Linked DNA regions of Zea mays: region 1 is linked to region 2. The links are chromatin contacts, called in public Hi-C maps. All regions are on one chromosome and are shown on one strand. The core of a region is the stretch at or near the end of the contact, and the rest is flanking DNA. Distances in the headings are between cores, read along the strand shown.

Evidence for each region. A called contact is a pair of places that touch in the nucleus more often than the background predicts.
Region 1: a Hi-C map of leaf shows a contact between it and region 2, with 6 times the contacts expected there. The contact joins the enhancer-like site here to the promoter of LOC103626181 in region 2. A contact is called at or near these places in 4 of 25 Hi-C or Micro-C datasets (ear, leaf and an unstated tissue).

Annotation. Positions count from the first base shown.
Region 1 is chr5:31,555,761-31,560,195 of Zm-B73-REFERENCE-NAM-5.0, reverse strand. No RefSeq gene overlaps it. Among protein-coding and RNA genes, the nearest start is that of TRNAG-GCC, 35 kb to the left of the region's middle. Within about 2 kb of position 1,790, at least 2 of the 20 cell types and tissues checked have an H3K27ac peak or open chromatin away from gene starts, as enhancers often do.
Region 2 is chr5:31,514,296-31,518,583 of Zm-B73-REFERENCE-NAM-5.0, reverse strand. LOC103626181 (MDIS1-interacting receptor like kinase 2) reads left to right here and starts at 2,459. Exons shown (of 2, transcript XM_008646574.3): 1 at 2,459-4,288. The coding sequence starts at 2,597.

The DNA of each region.
Region 1 (4,435 bases), core at 541-3,040, 42 kb before region 2:
TTGGACTGCTAAAGCTGAGGATGCTTTTGATGAACACAAAATATATCTGGTGAGTCCTTCAATGCTGGTCGCTCCTAGATCTAGGAAAATATGTAGTTATATATCTCAGCTAGAACCCATGTTGTCATCACAACCTTGATGATGGAGGCAGACTCCCAACAGCATCCAACCGGTGCAGTTCCTGATCTAATTCATCTCAGAGGTACTAAATGAGTCCAAGCTCCGATATTTTCATATCATGAAAATAACCTATACATTAATCATTACTTCTTGCAAGTTAGTACATTATTTCCAAACACATCAAATAGAAGTACATACATATTTAACTTTAGTAGAAGTACTGCACAAGAAATATGTTACAGCCTGAGTTGCCAAGTGTGCTATTGAGCTAGGAGTATATGACATTATATTCAAACCTCGTATGGTGATCAAGGCCAAGACTCTTAGTGATTTTGTTGCAAAGTTGACCGAGATACACGTCCTAATCGAAATGAAGCCCCTTGATCACTGGACAGTCAAATTTGATGGACCTTTATAGCTTAGTGGAGCAAGAGCGTGAGTTGTTGTTACTTCACCAAAAGGTGAGAAATTCAGGTACATACTACAAATACACTTTCCTACAACCAATAATATTGCTCAGTATGAGGCCATGTTGCTCAGCTTAAGAATTGCTATCACTCTGGGCATTCGATGGGTCCGAGTTCTAGGTGACTCGTTGCTAGTAATTAACCAAGTCAACAAAGATTGAACTTTCAATGTGGATTGAATGATGAATTATTGCCAGGAGATTCAGAACCTCAAAGATAAATTCGATGGGATTGAATTCTCATATGTTCTATGAGCAAAGAATGAAGAAGTTGAAATCCCGGAAAAGTTAGGCTGCTCAAGGTCCCTTGTACCCCTAGAGGTCTTCGTGGAAATCTTGCATGCCCCAACTATTTAGAATAATACAGAGTTACTCCAGCCAAGTTATCCAGATTTGAAGATCTAGAATCTCATGATGATCTGCTAGCCGAGGTGATGTCTATAAAGTCAGTTTGGTGGGCTCCCTTCATCAAATATCTAATGGATAGAGTCCTCCCCACAAATAAGTCCTAGGTGACTCAGATTCAATAAAAAGCTAAGGCTTACACCAAAACGTTAGTGGCGAAAGCTTATCAGCAGGTTTTTCTGATCAACAATAGTAACTGACGCCAAACAACTCGTACGCACATGCAAGGGGTGCTAATGTTTTTCACACCAGGCTCATATGCTAGCTACACAACTTTAGACTATCCCTATCACCTATCAATTCTCCACTTGGTGCCTAGACATTATTGGATCATTCAAACCGGTGAAGGGCGAAGTCACGTATCTCTTTGTGATCGTTGATAAGTTGACAAAGTGGGTCGAGGCTAAGCTTGTAGCCAAGATCTTATCAACCAAAGTAGTGGAATTCACGAAAGAGATCTTCAATCAGTTCGGTGTGCCGAGAACCACCATAACTGATAATGGAAGCCAGTTCACTTTCTAAAAAGTTCATGAATTTTTGCACCGAATGTGGAATTATTATGCATTTTGCCTCGGTTGCACACTCTCAAAGAACTGATCAGATGAAAAGGGCTAATGGCCTCATCCTTAAAGATCTCAACCTAAGACTTTTTGATTGATTACATCCGTCCATCCGAAGATAGCTGCAACAATTACCCACTATTCTTTGGGGGCTTTAGACATCGCTGAGTTCTACCATAGGACATACCCCTTTCTTCCAGGTGTATGGATCTAAAGTTATGCTCCCCTCCGAGATAGAACACCAATCCCTCTGAATTCTAAATTTCATAGAAGCTAGATCTCGAGAAGGCTGAGTCACCAACCTTAAGATACTTGAAGAAGCCAGGGACTCAACAACTATGTAGTCACCCAAATACCAATAGGTTATGAGATACCATACAAGACATGTCTGAGATAGAAGTTTTGTTGTGGGTGATCTGGTGCTGCGCAAGATCTAGAGCATGAGGTTCAAGCACAAGTTATCACCTCTCTAGGAGGGTCCTTTCATTGTCTCTGAAGTACTTCGGCCAAGTGCTTATTGACTCCAACAAGAAGATGACACGATTATTGCAAACTCCTAGAACCAGGGGTAGTCCTAGAGGGTATCATGGGTATGCTTTTGAATACACATGATTTTACTGATCTATGATATTTTATTCAATAATGCATGACACAAAAAAGGTTGGAGCACTAGTTTCTTTAGGGTTATGCATTTTTGAATACCCAAACTCAACTGTTTGGATCCGCTTCTGACTAGAACGTTGACCAACTATGTTGATTTTATGTGTAACTTCTCCATTTTTGTAATAGGTTCATCTCAAACAACTCGGCCATTGTTTCACGACCAAGATGTTTGGGGCTAGCATCATGTATCAATACATTTGTATGGAGTTGCTACAAAAATTACATCTCTGCGTTATTTTTGCTCTCAAATATTTCTTAAAGGATAAAACTGGCCTGAACCCCAACTTTGTCTCACTCGATCATCACTACAAGGGTACTAGGTGTTGTCCCTACTGTCATAAATACCTAGATGATTTGACCCAGTCAGATTTGAGCCCCTCAAGGGAATGACACAGTATCACCTCTACGGCTCTGCTATTGCTCCTGCAAAACAAGTCCAAATGAAAATTCACAGCCCTTACTTCATCCCACCTAGTAGTCACTCTAAGGGCATTGAGGGGATTTGGTCACCCTCGCTAAAAAAGGTTCTTGGACACCGCATGTATATTAACTAAGGTCCCTCCTAGGAGGGCGACAATATCACCTACACGACTTTGCTGTCATTGAAAGAGCATCCCGTGGGCACCAGATTATTGAGTTCTCAAAACTTGGTTCTCTAACAGAAAGACCCATCCATTGGCACCGTATTACCGAGTTCCTGAAACTCGTCCCTTGACAACAAAACTCACCATGGGCACCAACTTTATTAAGTCCTAGGACTCAGCCATTCTATCGGAAAAGTACCATCTATGGGCAGTGGATAACTAAAAGCAGTCAAAGGCTATCTATTGTACTACTGATTACAGAATGTCACAAAGCCTAAGTGTATGTAACTCGGCCCACAAGAAGACTTGGCTATCAAGAGCATCGACAAGTCTTACCTGATAGGTATAAAAACTAGTGAAGTCGTTTGTTAAAAATGTTAATAAACGGTAATTAACACTACAATATAAAATAAAGTTCTATATTTCATGCGTCTTTTGAAAGTGTTTTCAGGTTTCTATCACCTATTACACATTATATGGAAATCTTGATGTCTTCAATTATCTCGGCTGCATCTGACTTGTTCTCCTCAATAAGTTCATCCAACCTTTTGTCCCAGTAGTTGGTAGAGAGACTTCCCGGACTCTAGTAACATCTAGCTTGGGGTAAGTGGTAATGTTAGAGCATTGGCCCATTCCATGGTAGATCGGACGAATCTCTTTATACGCTCTAGAAGGCTTGCCAACTTTTGGAGGCAGACCAACCCTTAGCGAAACCAGCCATACAATCGATCCAACATTGTTATTAGGTGAGCTTTATATAATTTCATGTTTTTCTTGCTATCTACAAAAGAATAGAGTTGTGGTTAGTGCTAAGAGTAAATAAAAATAAAGGCAACTAAAATTCTTACTAGATAACTCCTCTTTGGCCATGTCCTTGTCTTTAAGGGCCAACTTCATTTTTTAGAAATGACTTCATTGGCAACTTTCTCCTTATTGAGGTTTCTCTTGAACTCAATCAATGTCAACTTGAGCTTGTCATTGTGTTGGCTTAGCTTGATCTTCTCGGTTAAGGCTGAGTCCCTAGCTTCGGTGGCCAAACTCAACCTCTTGATCTAGTCCTTAGCCACCTCAAGGGTAGACTAAGTGATTTATAAGCTATGGAACTGTTATCAAATTGAGAAGTAGCCAAGATGGGAATCACTCCTTCAAGTTCATGGTCCCTGGATTTGAGATTATTTCACATTTTTTGATATACTTTGTTAGCTCTGTGGTAGTAATCTTCTCTTTGGCTAGGTCTGTCTCTAAGCACTCCACTATTTGACATTTTTAGGAGCTAGCATGAGAATAAGGGACTTCTCAACCAATTTGTCTATGATGGCCTGTTGACCAAAAAGGAAGAAATAATTCAACGATTTAGAAAAATGGGAAGAAGGATGCATACCTTGCAATGTTTATATTTTTTTAGCATGGAGCTTGGCCTCCTCAAAGTTTTGATGATTTTCGCTGATATGGATATCAGTGATTAAATAATGTCTATACATGGCTACAAATAACTCGACAGTCTTCATCAGACACTAGGGTCTCCTAGTCACAAATGACCTCTTCAACAATGGGATTCGGATTGCGGAGTACCTTGATGAGTTGAAATAACAAGAGCTTTAAGCTAATCAAGGCAAAACACTAGTTATTTGCCTCTG
Region 2 (4,288 bases), core at 1,210-3,709:
GCCAGGCGGGCCCACATGACAGAGCTCCAACGGTCGAACCCTAACGGCCGGGTGACGTGGCTGGCGCACCGGACACTGTCCGGTGGCGCACCGGACTGTCCGGTGCGCCCGTCGACAGCAGCCTTCACCAAACGGCTAGTTTGGTGGTTGGGGTTATAAATACCCCCAACCACCCCACATTCAAGTCATCCAAGTTTTTCACCTTCCAACTACTTACAAGAGCTCTAGCATTCAATTCTAGACACACCCAAGTGATCAAATCCTCTCCTAATTCCACACAAAGCTTTAGTGATTAGTGAGAGAGATTTGTTGTGTTCATTTGAGCTCTTGCGCTTGGATTACTTCTTTCTTTCATTCTTTCTTGCGAACAACTCAATTGTAACCAAGGCAAGAGACACCAATTGTGTGGTGGTCCTTGCGGGGAAGTTTGTTCCTGTTTGATTGAGAAGAAGAAGCTCACTCGGTCCGAGGGACCGTTTGAGAGAGGGAAAAGGTTGAAAGAGACCCGGTCTTTGTGACCACCTCAACGGGGAGTAGGTTTGCGAAAACCGAACCTCGGTAAAACAAATCCGCGTGTCATACTCTTTATTCGCTTGCGATTTGTTTTGCACCCTCTCTCTCGGACTCGATTATATTTCTAACGCTAACCCGGCTTGTAGTTGTGATTAAGTTTGTAAATTTCAGTTTTGCCCTATTCACCCCCCCTCTAGGCGACTTTCACGGAGGAATTGTAGAGTCCCTCTCAGCCAACTGCTCGAGGGAAGTGGCTGGGCCCTGACTCTTCATAATTCTTAGGGATCCACTATAGTTCCTGTGGTGGTCAGTTATACACCAACAACTATCTCTGAGTTGAGAGGATTACAAAGTTGTGTAATGCAAACGATAGTATCCAAAAACAAAGATGTTATACATTCTAGTGGATGAGGCACATTGAGTGAATAAGATACCACGATGCATCCATGAGTATAATCTCCCATGTTAAGGAACATCTGCTTCAAGTATGCCTTCACCTCAATCTAAAGTTTAGATATTAATTTTAAATTATTTTAGCTCTTAAAGCATATCAAGAGTGTCTTAAATTAGTTCCATATTTAAAAATATAGGGCTCAAATAAAAAAAAGCTCCAACAGTGTCATATTTTACAAAATTTTATCTAAAAAATATAGAGCACACCATGAAGTGACCTAAATATACTACGCCCCAGAGTAGTGCTCTATCCTTGTTTTCTACATTATTTTCTTTCCTAATAACATAATTTACTTCCTAAAATATATGATTTAGAGCTTAATTGTTTGAGCGCAATTTGTTTTTAGTGTCCTAAAAACTTTAAATGATGTAGTATTTTGATTTTTGGGGGCACTATTTTAAGTCACCTTGTTGGAGATGCTCTTATTGCCCTAAACATATGGACCCAAAGAAGTAGCTAAAGTTTAGTTGTTCTCATGAAAAATTTAGACTACATAAATGAGCCAAATTAATCTATTTTTAAAGTTTTAGAAAGTATGGCCACCGTAAAACTATTCTAAATTTGGTTTAAGTCAAACTTAAAATAGTAGAAAAAATAGAGTATGTTTTTTTAGACATGTTGGCTCTCTAAAAAATCTAATCAATTTAGTATAACTATCTAGAGAATTACTTCATTCGTCTCACATTTTTACCAAGTTTGACCGATTCGTCTTATTCAACTTTTTTTGCAAATAAAAAATTAAAAATTAAAACCATACTTAAATTATTTTAAAGTATATTATATGCTAAACGATATCATGATAAAAATTAATAATAATTATAAATATTTTTTAATAAGACGAGATGGTCAAATTTCAACCTATTTATCTTCTTTGTCGCATGACAAGATTGGGAGGCCTCCCAAACCGGCTCCGACTCCGTCTCTTGTAGGAGTCCTCTCAAACGATCTAAAAAAAGATCTCACAACAATGAGCCATGAGGAGACATAGTCATTTTTATAGAGAGAAGACGGAGCAAAAAAATGGCTTTTGTGGCTCCTCACTGCCTTTGTCTCGTGCTAAGAAAAGCACTAGCTTCTATAGCGAAGCTCCTCTTTAAGAGAAGCTAGAGCCAAAGTTATTTTTGAAGGAGTCGGAGCCGTGTCAAATAGGCCCATAATTTCCCGCGACAAGTGGATTTTAGGACATCAAAATCTTTCATGTCAATAGAGCCAAATTGGTTTCCATGCAATCTCGTTTCTTATTGTCATTTGTAACAAACTATTAATCTTTTATAATAGTATACTCATTTTTCTAGATAAATATTCGATCTAAAACATTCTTTTGAGCGTTTTTATAAAAAAATTGGAACATTTTTAATCGGGATTATTAGAACCGGCGTCGTGTGAACCAAATCCAAGTGCGGAAGTGCGCCGCTGCCCCTTTTCCTGTTCACTCCGCTTCCCAGCCGTGTGCTCGCATCCCAAGTCAACCCACGGCATTGACCGCGACCCAGCTGCGCGCGCCGCGAGCCCGCGACCTCAAAGAGTCAAGACCACTGACCAGTGACCACCACGCGCTCACCGCCAGCCCGCACGGCCGCCCCTGCCCGCACGAACGGGCACGCAGCGCTCCGCTCTGACACCCTGCCAATGCCGACGCCGCCATCCGCCCCCGCCCGCTTCCTCCTCGCGTCCCTACTCTTCGCCATCCTTGCCCTCGCTGCCGTCTCTGCCAATGCTGCGGCGCCACCATCGCCGGCTGAGGCCCTGCTGGCGTGGAAATCGAGCCTGGGCGACCCGGCGATGCTATCCACGTGGACGAACGCCACCCAGGTATCCATCTGCACCACCTGGCGTGGGGTCGCCTGCGACGCTGCCGGCCGCGTTGTGTCGCTCCGTCTGCGCGGGCTCGGCCTCACCGGCGGCCTGGATGCGCTCGACCCGGCCGCGTTCCCGAGCCTCACTTCCCTCGACCTCAAGGACAACAACCTGGCCGGCGCCATCCCTCCGTCGCTCTCGCAACTGCGCACTCTGGCCACGCTCGACCTGGGCAGCAACGGGCTCAACGGCACCATCCCGCCGCAGCTCGGCGACCTCTCGGGCCTCGTCGAACTCCGGCTCTTCAACAACAACCTGGCCGGCGCAATCCCGAACCAGCTGAGTAAACTGCCAAAGATCGTCCAGATGGACCTGGGGTCCAACTACCTGACTAGCGTCCCGTTCTCACCGATGCCCACGGTGGAGTTCCTCTCGCTCTCTGTCAACTACATCAACGGCAGCTTCCCGGAGTTCGTGCTCAGGAGCGGGAACGTCACCTACCTCGACCTATCGCAGAACGGCTTCTCCGGTCCAATCCCGGACGCGCTTCCGGAGCGGCTGCCGAACCTGCGGTGGCTCAACCTGTCAGCCAACGCGTTCTCCGGCCGGATCCCAGCGTCGCTCGCGAGGCTGACGAGGCTCAGAGACCTGCACCTTGGCGGCAACAACCTTACTGGCGGCGTTCCCGACTTCCTCGGGTCCATGTCGCAGCTGAGGGTCCTTGAGCTCGGCAGCAACCCACTCGGCGGGGCGCTCCCGCCGGTTCTTGGCCAGCTCAAGATGCTGCAACAACTCGACGTGAAGAACGCCAGTCTGGTCTCCACTCTGCCGCCGGAGCTCGGCGGTCTGAGCAACCTCGACTTCCTCGATCTCTCAATTAACCAGCTCTATGGGAGCTTGCCGGCGTCATTCGCTGGGATGCAGAGGATGCGGGAGTTCGGCATATCGTCCAACAACCTCACCGGCGAGATCCCAGGACAGCTGTTCATGAGCTGGCCGGAGCTCATATCGTTCCAAGTGCAGACCAACTCGCTAAGGGGCAAAATCCCACCGGAGCTCGGCAAGGTGACGAAGATCCGATTCTTGTATCTCTTCAGCAACAACCTCACCGGCGAGATCCCGTCGGAGCTCGGCAGGTTGGTGAACCTGGTTGAACTGGATTTATCTGTCAACTCGCTCATCGGACCCATACCCAGCACGTTCGGCAACCTCAAGCAACTCACGCGGCTGGCGCTCTTCTTCAACGAGCTCACCGGCAAGATCCCGTCGGAGATCGGCAACATGACGGCGCTGCAAACCTTGGACCTCAACACCAACAACCTGGAAGGCGAGCTGCCTCCCACCATCTCGTTGCTTAGGAACCTCCAGTACCTGTCAGTGTTCGACAACAACATGACTGGTACCGTCCCGCCGGACCTCGGCGCAGGGCTGGCACTGACCGATGTGAGCTTCGCGAACAACAGTTTCTCCGGCGAGCTTCCGCAGAGGCTCTGCGACGGCTTCGCGCTGACTAACTTCACGGCG